Linked DNA regions of Gossypium arboreum: all the other regions are linked to region 1. The links are chromatin contacts, called in public Hi-C maps. All regions are on one chromosome and are shown on one strand. The core of a region is the stretch at or near the end of the contact, and the rest is flanking DNA. Distances in the headings are between cores, read along the strand shown.

The links. Hi-C and Micro-C count contacts between places; a contact is called where the count stands out from the background.
Region 2: a Hi-C map of leaf shows a contact between it and region 1, with 7 times the contacts expected there. The contact joins the promoter of LOC108467617 here to the promoter of LOC108468706 in region 1. A contact is called at or near these places in 3 of 5 Hi-C or Micro-C datasets (all in leaf).
Region 3: a contact with region 1 is called in a Hi-C map of leaf, with 4 times the contacts expected there. The contact joins the promoter of LOC108468034 here to the promoter of LOC108468706 in region 1. A contact is called at or near these places in 2 of 5 Hi-C or Micro-C datasets (both in leaf).

The regions. Positions count from the first base shown.
Region 1 is chr8:26,361,768-26,365,822 of ASM2569848v2, forward strand. It overlaps LOC108468706 (NDR1/HIN1-like protein 6), which reads right to left and starts at 1,842. Exons shown (of 2, transcript XM_017769576.2): 1 at 889-1,842. The coding sequence starts at 1,601.
Region 2 is chr8:26,591,957-26,596,011 of ASM2569848v2, forward strand. LOC108467617 (rhodanese-like domain-containing protein 4, chloroplastic) reads right to left here and starts at 1,811. Exons shown (of 9, transcript XM_017768323.2): 1 at 935-1,811; 2 at 372-474; 3 at 197-277; 4 at 1-43. The coding sequence starts at 1,590.
Region 3 is chr8:26,173,152-26,177,206 of ASM2569848v2, forward strand. It overlaps LOC108468034 (protein CURVATURE THYLAKOID 1A, chloroplastic-like), which reads right to left and starts at 1,944. Exons shown (of 5, transcript XM_017768885.2): 1 at 1,570-1,944; 2 at 896-984; 3 at 693-800; 4 at 536-607; 5 at 1-178. The coding sequence starts at 1,726. The coding sequence ends at 113.

The DNA of each region.
Region 1 (4,055 bases), core at 592-3,091:
GAATTAAGGTTTTCAATCCTTTTTTTTTTTTTTCCAAATTTTACCCTGCATATTTTAACATACTAAGAATTATGCCATTAACAACACTTAGAATTGTGCTGTTTAAGAAATGTAAACTCAAGTAGTACTATATTTTCGTTTCAATTCTATTAAAATAAGGAAATTTTAATGTTTTGGTCCTTTTACTATATTTAATTTATCTATTTTATCTCACATCATTTTATCTTATACTTTTTACAATATTATTAATTAATCATGGACTAAAATACTAATACATTTTTTAAAAAACATCTCTTTTAACCCAAAAAACAGCCTCCTTCACATCATCAGTTAACTAATTATATTATAAAAACTAATATATATTTTGGTCTTTGAACTTGTTTATTTCCACTTACTTAGTCCCTGAATTTAGATTTCATCAACCAAGTTGATACCTCTACACTAACACCAATAATTTGTGTTGATGTAGTACTGCTAATCAATCTAACGATGCCACGTGGTAGTCTTTCAGAACGTCACACGACAAACATAAACAATTTATATATTTTTAAATTTTTTTAATTTTATGTTTGTTAGATAACATTTTGGGAGGATGCTATGTGGCACCATTAGATTGGCTAGCAATGTCACATTTAACACAAATTAACAGGGTTGGTGTAGAGATACCAACTTGATTGAGGGTATATCCAAAAATTTTAGGAACTAACTAGGTAGAAATGAATAAGTTCAAGGGCCCAATTTTATATTATCCCTATTATAAAAGAAAAGCAACCAATTATGTAAAATTAAAATAGGTACTAAATATCCAATTTAAACTTAGTAGAGGGATGGTGACCATAATTTGACCTTAAAAATAATGAGAATGGAAGAGTTCAACGTCGTGTTTACCATCTTAAGGTGTGGATGAGGCAGTTAGGCATATCATCACCGTCGAGCTGTTTCATGGTGATTCCTTTACACTTAACGGTAATCCCCAACATGCCAGTCTTCAACCCCGCCACACCCACTCCAACTTTCGTCCGAGCCGCCACGTTCACCGCCAAACTCTTCGATTTGTACCCACTCAGAAGCCTATTCGCCAACGTATTATCCACCTGCTTGTTGCTTGCCTTCGTCTCCACTTTCAAGCTAGTCGTGTATTGTTTCCTCGACGTGAACTTGGGCACCTTCGCCGTCCCGACCTCAGTCTCGTCCTCGCCTTCCCCGACGCTGATGTCGACCGCCGTATCGCCGTAATAATACGTCATCTTCCCGTTGGGATTCCTCACTTCCATTACCGTCATCGTCGTGGCATCGAGGTAGGTACCGTCGGGTGTTTCTGTGACGTTGAAGCGGGGGATTTGGAATGACTGGACGTGGAAACGTGGTAATTTGGGGTTGACCGAAAAGTAGAAAACGGCGGCGAAGATGATGATCAGGGCAATCAAGATCGAGAAAGAGATGCAAAAACAGCAGCAACAAACACGGCCCTTCTTTTTCTTGGGCCGGAAAGATGGCGGAAGAACCGGCTTTCGCGGCAACGGTTTAAACCCAGCGGGCGAGTTAGGGTCATTGTATCCAGGTGGCTTGTTGAGTGCCGATGGAAATAGAGCGTCGGACATGGCTTGTATGTAAAAAATGATTCTATCCTGGTCCTGGATTAAAAAAGAAAATGAAAAGGTGGCTTATTTACGTACAATTAAGTGAGAATTAAATTGCTTCGAAAATTGAAAAGAAGACAGAGCAAGCAAAAGGAGAAGAATGTGAAGGATGTTGGTACTTGTTTCAGTGCAACAATACTATAATTACTACAGATTGTTGTTTTGAATTACCCTAATAGTTTCCTTACTATCTATCTAATGTTTGCTTGGTTTGGATCTATTTAAACAAGTTATTAAATGGCCGAAGCCAAACACTTGTACATATGCATGTCAACAACAAATGTTATATAAGATTAAATTCATATCAAACAATGAACATCAATTTCTTCTTTTGCTTATTTTTTATTTTTATATGTGTTTTTATTTTCAGATTTCAGTCATAGAGTCTGAACGGTAGCAATTAAAAAATTTGTTAAATTCCATGTAATTCTATATCATGCATAAATTTATAGATATAATCTGTCATATTTTAAAAATCGGGTTAGAAAAAATTAAGTTTGTGAAACTTAGAGTGGTTACATTTTGATTTTGAGTTAGGATTGTAAAAATGTTATTATGTAAATTGATTTGGTTTAGTGATTAAGTATTTAGTTGTGTGCTTGAGGTCTTGTGTTTAAATCATTCTTTTTGGAATTTTTGTTATTTTTGTTCCTATCTATATCTTTGTATATTTGACTTAAATTTAATTCAGTGGTAAGGTTTTAACTTACCATTTGATCTTGTGTTTGAATTCTTGCGTATGCAAAGTGGAAAATTAATTTTGTTTTAAACTCTGTGAAAAATCTGATGTGGATAATGATATGAGTTAGTGGGGTAGTTGTAAAAAACCTAGTACTGAGGGATTTTTCTCCTAAATTTTGTATCAATTTCATGTTTTTTTCCTTTTGTTTTTTTTCTCTGTTAATTTCTTCTTCTGTCGCCCTTCCTATTTCATTTGGCTTCTTTCTTTGATCTTCCTTCTTGTTCCTGTTATTCTCGATTTTGTCACCTATTTGCCAATTAATTTGTGATGACTGTGCGTGGTAAGTATTTCAGAATTAGATTTGTAAGTTCGTCGTGGGTAATTCTTCATATGTTTGCTTTGTGTGTTTTATATCGTTGTGACATTGAAGTTAAAGGTTATTTTGTAATGTTGGTTAGGTGGGGATCGTGAATTTTGGATCCTCTAGTGAATTAAACTTCTATTGGCTACTGTTTTGCAAAAGGTAAGTGATGAAAGTGTTAATTAAGGGTTAGTTTCGTTAGTTCATGGATTGATTGTATTTGAGTTAGTGGACGGATTTAGTGCGAGACTTGCTTATTAATTCTTTTTGAAATGGAGATTTAGGTATTGGAATTTTCACGATTGCGTTCGCATCAAGAAATGACTAGGTGTGTAATGAAAAGTCTGAAAAAAGTAGCGAACAATCAAAAGTCGAAATACATGCTGTCGATATCACACGGCCGTGTGCCAGGCCATGTGGCAGACTGTGTGAGATACATGACCTTGTGCCAGATCATGGAGACCACATAGTCTGGGCTATTTGGGCCGTGTGGGCCACATGGGGGTGTGTTACACTGTGTGGGCTACACGGACTGACCATCTAGGTCGTGTGGGCCTATTTTTTGAAAAATTTCACTTAGGCCCATTTGACTTAGAAATTCATAATTAAACCTTTTGTGGGGTCTGTTTGGCTAAAATAAGACTCGAAATGTGACATTTGTTAATATGTGTCAGTATGTAATATGGTTAAGGTATGTGAAATATGTATGTACGATCTGAGTTCTGATAACTTTGAAAGTATAATTACATGTAAAAAAAAAAAAAACACGTATGACATCTGTATATAGAATAACTCTTAGTATAAGCAATATGACATGTAATGATCTGTAAAAATATGTTTAGGTATGCATGTCATACCATTCATGTGATATTTACGTATGTTATTATGATTATGCATGTGCATTGAGGTAAGTTTTGGTATGACGGAGGAAGTGTTTTTTGGCAGTGTTACTGCAATTTCAACGGTTAAACCGCAGTATCTATTTGGCAGCTCAACTGTACCATTATGAGTGGCATACCACCACGACTTGATGTGATTGGATGGATGGACTCTTGTAGTCCTATTTGGGGTGATTGGTTGGACGGAGTTAGTGTGTAGTGGTTGGGGGTAAGATTTGTTCTGACCTGATATGACATTTTGATCTGACATATACTTTTGAAAATATAACATTCTAATATGATATATGTTTCTAGTAATATGACATTTTGATATGACATTTGTATATTTGCACATTATAAGTAAAATTCTACGATGATATTTACACTTGTGCATATTATAAGTGAAAATTATGTTTGTGGGCCGAGACACACACTGGGCTTCTAACTCACTCGTTTGTTTAATACATTTTAGGTGATTTTCAACTTAGGCCGAA
Region 2 (4,055 bases), core at 561-3,060, 230 kb after region 1:
CTGCAGCAATCCCTACAGTAACAGAAAGGCCATCTGATCCCCCCTGCAGATTATCACAACCATTTATCATATAGAAGAAAACTAATAAGAAAGGCTGAAGAACTTTCCAACAAAATCAATTCAAGATATAGAAAAGTCTCTCTATGACATCAAAATCTTAGAAGTGAATAAGCAATTAGGAGATGAAGATAGGTACTCCGAAGGCCTCGGCGAACGCTTCTGTCAAATTGCTAAGGTCAAGACCTTTCTTTGGTTGTATCCAGGGAAGACCACTGTTCTGCAAAATTGAAACCAGTCTCAAAAGATGCAATTGCTAAATTTAGAAAAAATGGAGAAAGAAACAAAAAAAATTGATTTAGAACAGCACATACCACCCATCCCCGTGGTCCTTCAGCACCATCTTTGACTGCATAAGCAGCTTTGAATCCATTTGCAGTGACCAACTCCGCAACCAGTTCAGAATTCCCATCAAATCTGGCTTTCAACACAAATTTAAAGCAATATTAGAAGATGAATCAAATGAAAGTTCTAGTTTCATCTTCCCTACAAACAAAATGCATATAGTTACAAATAAAATATTTGTCAGCCAATGCTTACATATGTTTAAAGACACATTTTAACAGTTAAGAACGTATAGACTATCAATTTAGAAACCTTCAACCCTTGGAACAAAATGCAGTTAATTTATGGGTTAGGAACTCAGGATCAATTAAGAAAGAGGTAATGGCCATATTCTATTGTGTAGCTTAAGGCCAATGAGCCTCCATATAGGCATATTCAGTTCTACATTCTTCCTCCACAACCAACACACAAACCATTTAATCTCAGATACAGTGATACAATCATCATTAAGAGTGGATAAGGTTTCATAGACAATGCTGGGAATTCATATATGAACAAATATATACGAGGCATAGGGTTTTAAGAAGCTTACTTGTCCATAATGAATAAGGTAGTATTTTCAGGTTCCTTGAATTTCAAAGACAGTTTTGTCAAGAACACTGGTTTATCTTCACCATTGTAGGCAATTGACACCGGTTTCTTCCTAAATCCCTTAATGTCAGGGCTACCAACATCTCTAGACTCCTTGAGAGGCCTTATGTCCAGCAACTGAGCAGTGGCATCGTCACCTAGCTTGGCGTAAGCACTCCTTGCAGATTCAACTCCCCATGGCTTTGGATTCTTTAACAGCTGAGACAAAATCAAAGGAACTGCTAAAGCAACGGTGCCACCAGCTACAACCGTGGGATTCTCAGTTGCAAAACTGACGACGGTATCAAGGATCCCATTTGGGTCAAAATCAACAGACGAGGAGGATCCCGTCGTCTGCTGTAGGGCTTCCTCGTATGACAAGGCTTTAGCGAATCCATTGGGGAGAAGTGATGACAGTAGCAGTAAACCACCATGCAAGGTTCTTGACAAACACTGGTGCAAAGCTGGTTGGGTCTTAATAAAAGCTGGGGAGTTGGGTAGTTTGAGTGGTGAAGCAATGGGGAGCAATGGTGCTTTTCTGGCCTCGGTTCTTGTCTCAGAAAGAACCGAGAGAGGTGTCAAACTTGGAGTTGCTGCATTGAGGGTCCTCATTTGCATAATTTTTATGCAAAGAGATGGGTGTCAAATGTATGATGGAAAGGCTTGAACCATCAACAATGGAGGATTTTTGTTGGAATTGATTGGATGACAACAAGGCTCAGAGACCCTTAGCTTTGGAAGGTGCACTTTGAATGATGAAATGGTGGTGAGGTGGAATGAGTTATGAGATCTCTGCCAGTCATTGCATGACACGTTGGAAGTGAGATGAGAGGCTTTTTGATCATGTCTTTAGGACTGTTCCTCATCTCAACTCATTTGTGTGGCTAATAATTGTCTGCACAAATTCAATAGTGCATCTAAACTATAGTACCTTCCTTTTAATACAGCAAAAACGTTACACTACATTATCTTTTAATTTACCATTTAATTTGGTATTTTAGTTTGAATTTTTTTATTGTAATATACGATTTTTATATTTGACAAAATTATATATATTTAGGTACATGAAAGTATCAATATTAATTTTTAATTTTTAATTCAAGTTTTGGAATTGATTTTATAAAATTATTAGCTAATAATATTAGCAATTAACTTTCATCATATCAACCCTAAACCTGAATTAATTCACATTAATTAGATTATATTTGACAAATTAAATGGAAAATTAAATAAATTCACAATTAACACTACATTTATTCTATTAACAAAATCATAAAAATTCAAACATAATACTATTAGCAATTAACTTTCATTAAATGAATCCTAAAATCCAAATAAAAAGTTAGCATTGTAATCTTTGGGTATAAAAAATATAACTTTTGTCAAATATAGATATCAAATTAGACCAAAAAACAACCCAGGTACCACATTAAAAAAATATATCAAATTCAAGTACCAAATGATATATTAAACCTTAGAAAAAGAGATAAAGTCATTATTTTGATAATTTTCCTCTACTTAGTCTTTGAATTATTTTCGTTAATCCTCAAACTTAACAACTTTTTCAGTTTTATTCATTTGAGACATTTGATATTGTATCATCATATTATCGCTTAAAAATTATAATTTTATAAAATATTTAAATGATGATGTGATGCAATATTAGAGTGTCGTATCATTACATAAATCAAAATTAAAAAAAAAAAACATTGTCAGTTAAAGCTAAATTTTTTTTTCAGATGCTAAATCTTACCTAAGTTAAAAGTGCTAACAAAAGTTTAGGGTGTGAAACATGACACTCAACTTGGACCAAGTCTATCAAATTTTGCTCATGAATTAAGATGGGGATCTTGCGCTACCATCATGTGAGCTTGCGCCAAGCCTGGGCTTGCTTCCTCCGATCAAGCTTTTGCATCAACAATGTTATATATATATAGTATTTTAATTTATCGTTTAGGGTTTTTCAATATATTTTTCTTCTATATAAGATTATACCATATTTTAGTATATCATTTCGATTTTATTTGTAAAACACGACAATACTGGTCTCTTTGATTTCATTTGCTTTTTCGCAAGAATGGCATACTCCTATACTTTAAATTGATAGCCCTCCAGAACCATTTAACATTATTTATAGCGTGTCCCGCAATCATATTGCTTTTGTAAGGAAATATAACCTAACTATACATATTATACCTTCATATTGGAGGGAATCATTTCAGAAAATAAAAACAAGCGAGGAAGAGGATTTGATTGGTGTTGTTTTCCGCCCAAGATAGCGGCAGTAAATGGGGGACCACGATGATTCACAGCGGCAATGGATGAAAGGAAGAAAAAGGTTAAAGGGGTAAAAGAGAGGTTCTTTTTTGTGGCATTATTGGCCGTAGTGGACCATCGACGGCGGCTGAAAGAGCAGCGGTCTCTAAGGTTTCTTGGGAAGGGAAAAAAAAGGCTAAATTAGGCAAAAATGTCAATTTTAAAAATTAATTAAGTGATTAGGCCAATTTGTAACATATTTACCAGAATAGGCCAGTCTTGGAGAAAGGGGGAAATACGTCCAACTGGATGCTTTTTCACCCAACGGTAACCTCCCCCAACGGTCCAATTGCCAATGACCATAAAAAACGACTAGTTTTTATTTCTATATAAACCCAAATATTTTCCTCATGTTTTCATTCAAATCCATTTCTGTCAATTCTCTTAATTCTCTCAAATCTTTCAAGAATTTAATTCTAAAATTTTAATTAAAATTCTCTTAAGTTCTTGATTTAATTCTGTTTTTTATTCATTTTAATTTAGTTTTGGAATGACAAATACTCTTATTCGTTTCGATGAAAACCACATTTTCGCGATTCAACTGTAAATGGTAAGAAAATATTTTTAATTTTTATAATTTTATTTAAGTTCATTATTAAGTTTTTAAAAAGATTAAATTTTATTTATTTTTTGTATTTTTTATAATCACGCCGAAGATTTTATTTTGGAGACGTATATGCAAAATCTATCTACAAGATTGTCGCATATGATTGAACCCTATTTGGAAGTTGTGGGATTCTTGCACGTGTCTCGTATGTGAGATTTTG
Region 3 (4,055 bases), core at 694-3,193, 190 kb before region 1:
TATAAAGGTGACAAGAATTCATACAAGGAATCCCTACAATTACAGAATAAAGATGTCTCTTTTAGAGGATACAAGAAGGCCAGATTAGCATGCCATTGCCAATCCTGTACATCTATTCAGTTCCAGCAATCTTCTTCTTCAGTGCCTCAATATCCGTAGCTAGTTCTTTCCTGCTTGACTGAGGTAATACGCATGTTTTTAGCACACGGCTTTTAGTGTTCATACATATGATCTGATACTATAGTCTGATAACCAATTTGATTTTAATCGTAAATTAATCCACTCTTTTAAGTTGAACACCACCTCTAATATATAAGCTAGATTTAAGAGTTCAAAGTGAGCACTTGCAACAAAAAAATGCTGATTCAAAACCATCAAATACATCATTGTCTCTTCATGCATTTGTAAATTTCCCTTTAGAGTTATCAAGTTGAACAATTTGCAAGTGTTTAAATGATGTGGCTCACCCATAAAGAACTTGGATTATTCCACACAAAAAATACATGGGACCATATATATTTGACTGAAAACTTACCTTGAAGAGAAGGTATCTATAGACAAACCATCCTGAATATCCAAGTCCAACCAACTCCATTATCTTTGGAAGCTGAGAAGCACAGAAATGCATTGATTTCAGATAGGATTAGCATATAAAACAAGTTATAAAGTGTAGCATGAAGAGTTCCACTTACCAAGGGCACTGAGTTAATGGCGCCAACAAGAATAGATGATAGCCAAACGGCAACTATTGCCCCACCACCATAAAGAAGAACCGTGGTCTTGTTCTCAACTTTATCCCACTAGAAAACCACGAAAAAACAAGCCAAGTCAGGCACTCAGTTCAGCAGGTTAAAAGAGCAAGAAATTGATTATGTGCAGGCCACCATTTTCTCACTTTTTCTTTCAAGTCATCAAAAAGCTCCCCGGTATCGACAGAGGTGTCTTCTGTTGCTTTTGTTTGGAGAAAAGGAAACCTCCGGGATTCTGTACCAAAAACAACAGGGTAAATAGAAGGCCAAGGAATACGTAGCTCAAAGTCAAATGCATATACTATGACAGAGACAACCAAATAAAACTATTTGTTGTTGTGGCATTATAAAGGAAGAGCGCTATATATTAGACCACTTCATAGTTGTTTTACCTATCTATTCATGTTATACGAACATGTCCGACATTCATCCAGAGTTGTTACTTGCATTCTATCCCATACTTGAATTGGTACCAATTCATCCCCATTTGAAATTTGGGGTCCCAACTCCCATATTATCGTCCAAAAGATTGACCCATTTTTATCAGACAAAAGCCTCCATAATTAGTTTACTGCAACTACTCTTAACACGTGTGATTGTCACCAATATAACGTTTCTGATCCTACACCCACCACCAATGATTTCATTTCCGAAAAAACCAATCACAATTCCGAATATGGTGTTTGGAAGAACAGGATATAAAAGTGAACTCTTAACTTCTATGACCATTAAGCTTTCATTTTCATTCAGTAAAATCAAACAAAAGGAAGAGCAGGCAAGTGAAGTGAGGCGTTAAAAGGGAGAATGTTAACAGCAGTACCTGGAGTTAGCTTAACGGACGAGGAAAAGGAAGCGGTGGAAACGCGAGGAGGGACAGGCGGCAAGGCGGAACAGCGGGTTGTTCTAACGGCTGCAGGAACACGTGGAATCAAGACGGCGGTGGCCGACATGGAAGCTGATGCTGCTGCTGCCGCCATTTTTTCCTCAAAAATTAATTACTGCTATTTCTGAGATAGATAAGCGCCCTCTTGAACGCTACAAATCCTATCCTTTCCTTTCCTTTTGCTGCCTTCTTTCACAGTAGTATTCTTCCTTGCTTTCAAAAAAAAAAAAAAGGCTCTTCTTAGAAAAAATTCGTTTTCTAATTTATTTTTGTCTGAATTTTTGAATTACCTAAAAGTAATAATAAAAAATGGTATTATTAGTGTGGGTGAGGTTTTGGTGGCAGACGAATGGAGTGATTGACAGGTGGATAAGATTTTTGAAGGAGGATTATGATTGGTTCGTTCCCTATCTATATGCAATCCATGTTTTGAGGAATAAGGGGTCATAGCCCACTAGCTACACCTTTTAAATGGGCGGGTTATCACGACTTTGATTATCGTCAAAAACTTTCACTCAAGGTATATTAATTTTTCTATAAATCAAGGTATTATTTTATATAAAATATAACTTGAATTTTATCGAAAATTTACCATTTAATTTGAAAGCTGTTAAAAATATTTATCATTTTAATTTTTTAATTTAGTTAAATAAAATTATTCAAGTCTAGTTTTGTTAAAATATGAATTTTAATACTTCGATTGGATTCTTTTTAATATGTAAGATAATACTATGATCCATGAGGGAGGAATCAATTGGGCATGCCTTTTTAGAATTCTTGCTTGGCACATATGGAGGAATCACAATCTTTTTATTTTTCAGGAAAAATAAGTGACATAGTCAAAATTTCGTATAGCTGGGCTATACATTTCTTTTCGACCTTTAATACAGAAATAGTTGGTTGCCATGATTTATCCTATGAAGAACGTGTTGAAAAATATGGACATCACATATATAATAAGAATAATTACATGTTATTATTATTTACTATCATGATATGTTAGACCAAATTAAAAGTGATCTAATTTGGTTAATGTTTTATTGTGCTTTAATTATTAAATAAAATATGGGTCAAATACGTGTAAATATTTTAGCAATTGAGTTCTAATCAAATTCTAATTAATGATGGGCTAATTAGAAATTAGTACTAATATGACAAGATTATAAATATTAGGGTTATGTTCCCTAAATTATATACAAGATATCTTTTCTAATATCCCATCCTTAAGAAAGAGAGAGCAATATTCTCTGAATTTCTTGTGTGCTAATTTGGAAGATCAAATTCCCAAGATCAGGAAAAACTTCAAGGAATTTATGGATTCAGGTATGCTTCTGCATCTAGTTTTATTCTTATTTTGTTCTTAATGATTTGACATGAGAAGATCCTGATGTATGATTTATTAAATTTTATATCATATCTTAATTAATAATTCTAACAAGTGACATCCGAGCCTCGAACATATTGAATAATTGGGAATTGATTAAGGTTATTCATTTGAATGATTGATTCATAAAATTTCATGGGTTTTATATTTCGGATAACATCTTTGAAGGTTTATATTAAAGTATTTTTTAATATCTTGATTATCTTGAATTCATATTAAAATTTTAGGATTTATTTTAATTTTTAATTTGGGTGATTTTCAAATTGATAAATTTAATTATAGAGTTTAAAATATTTTACTTCAGTGAATGATCATGTTAAAGTCAATATTTTTTTTCATTCTTCATTGTCCTATGTTTCAATTTCTGTTAAATGAATAAATAATAAATCTATATGACATTTAGTTAAAAAAATTGGAAAAGAAGTTCACAGTTTCAGTATGTTTCATTTATATACATAAATATATAATATATGCATGTTTTGATTGGTTTAATGCATGTTGTAGTTTCGTATGTTTCATTTATATATATAAATGTATAATATATGCATGCTTTGATTGGTTTAATGCATGTTGTTTTGAAAAATTATATAAATATATATGATTATCTTTTAATTGATTGAAAGATGAAATTAAGGTAAATATTTTGAAACAAATAGATTCAGATTTTGACTTTTAATTAAGGATGTCAAATATTTTAAATAGATTAGTTGAAACAAAATGTTGCCAAAGTGACCTCTTTTGTGTAGATTAGTTTATTTGAAATATCAAGATGATTATATGTTTTTGTGATTCATGCATTTATTGATTGACTCAAAGGTAAGTTAATATTTGGTAGAATTTCAATGACATCTGTGGTGATAAATGTGTGACAATTATAACGTATTTTGTATGAGTAATAAGTTAGTCTAAAGATTAATTAATTGTTTGACATTATTTATTGTCAATGTTTGATTGCTACAACAAGAGTATCGCTTACTGTTAATATTACTATCCAAAGACTTGATATTAATGTTGTGCTTGGTATCTTGAGATGGGATTA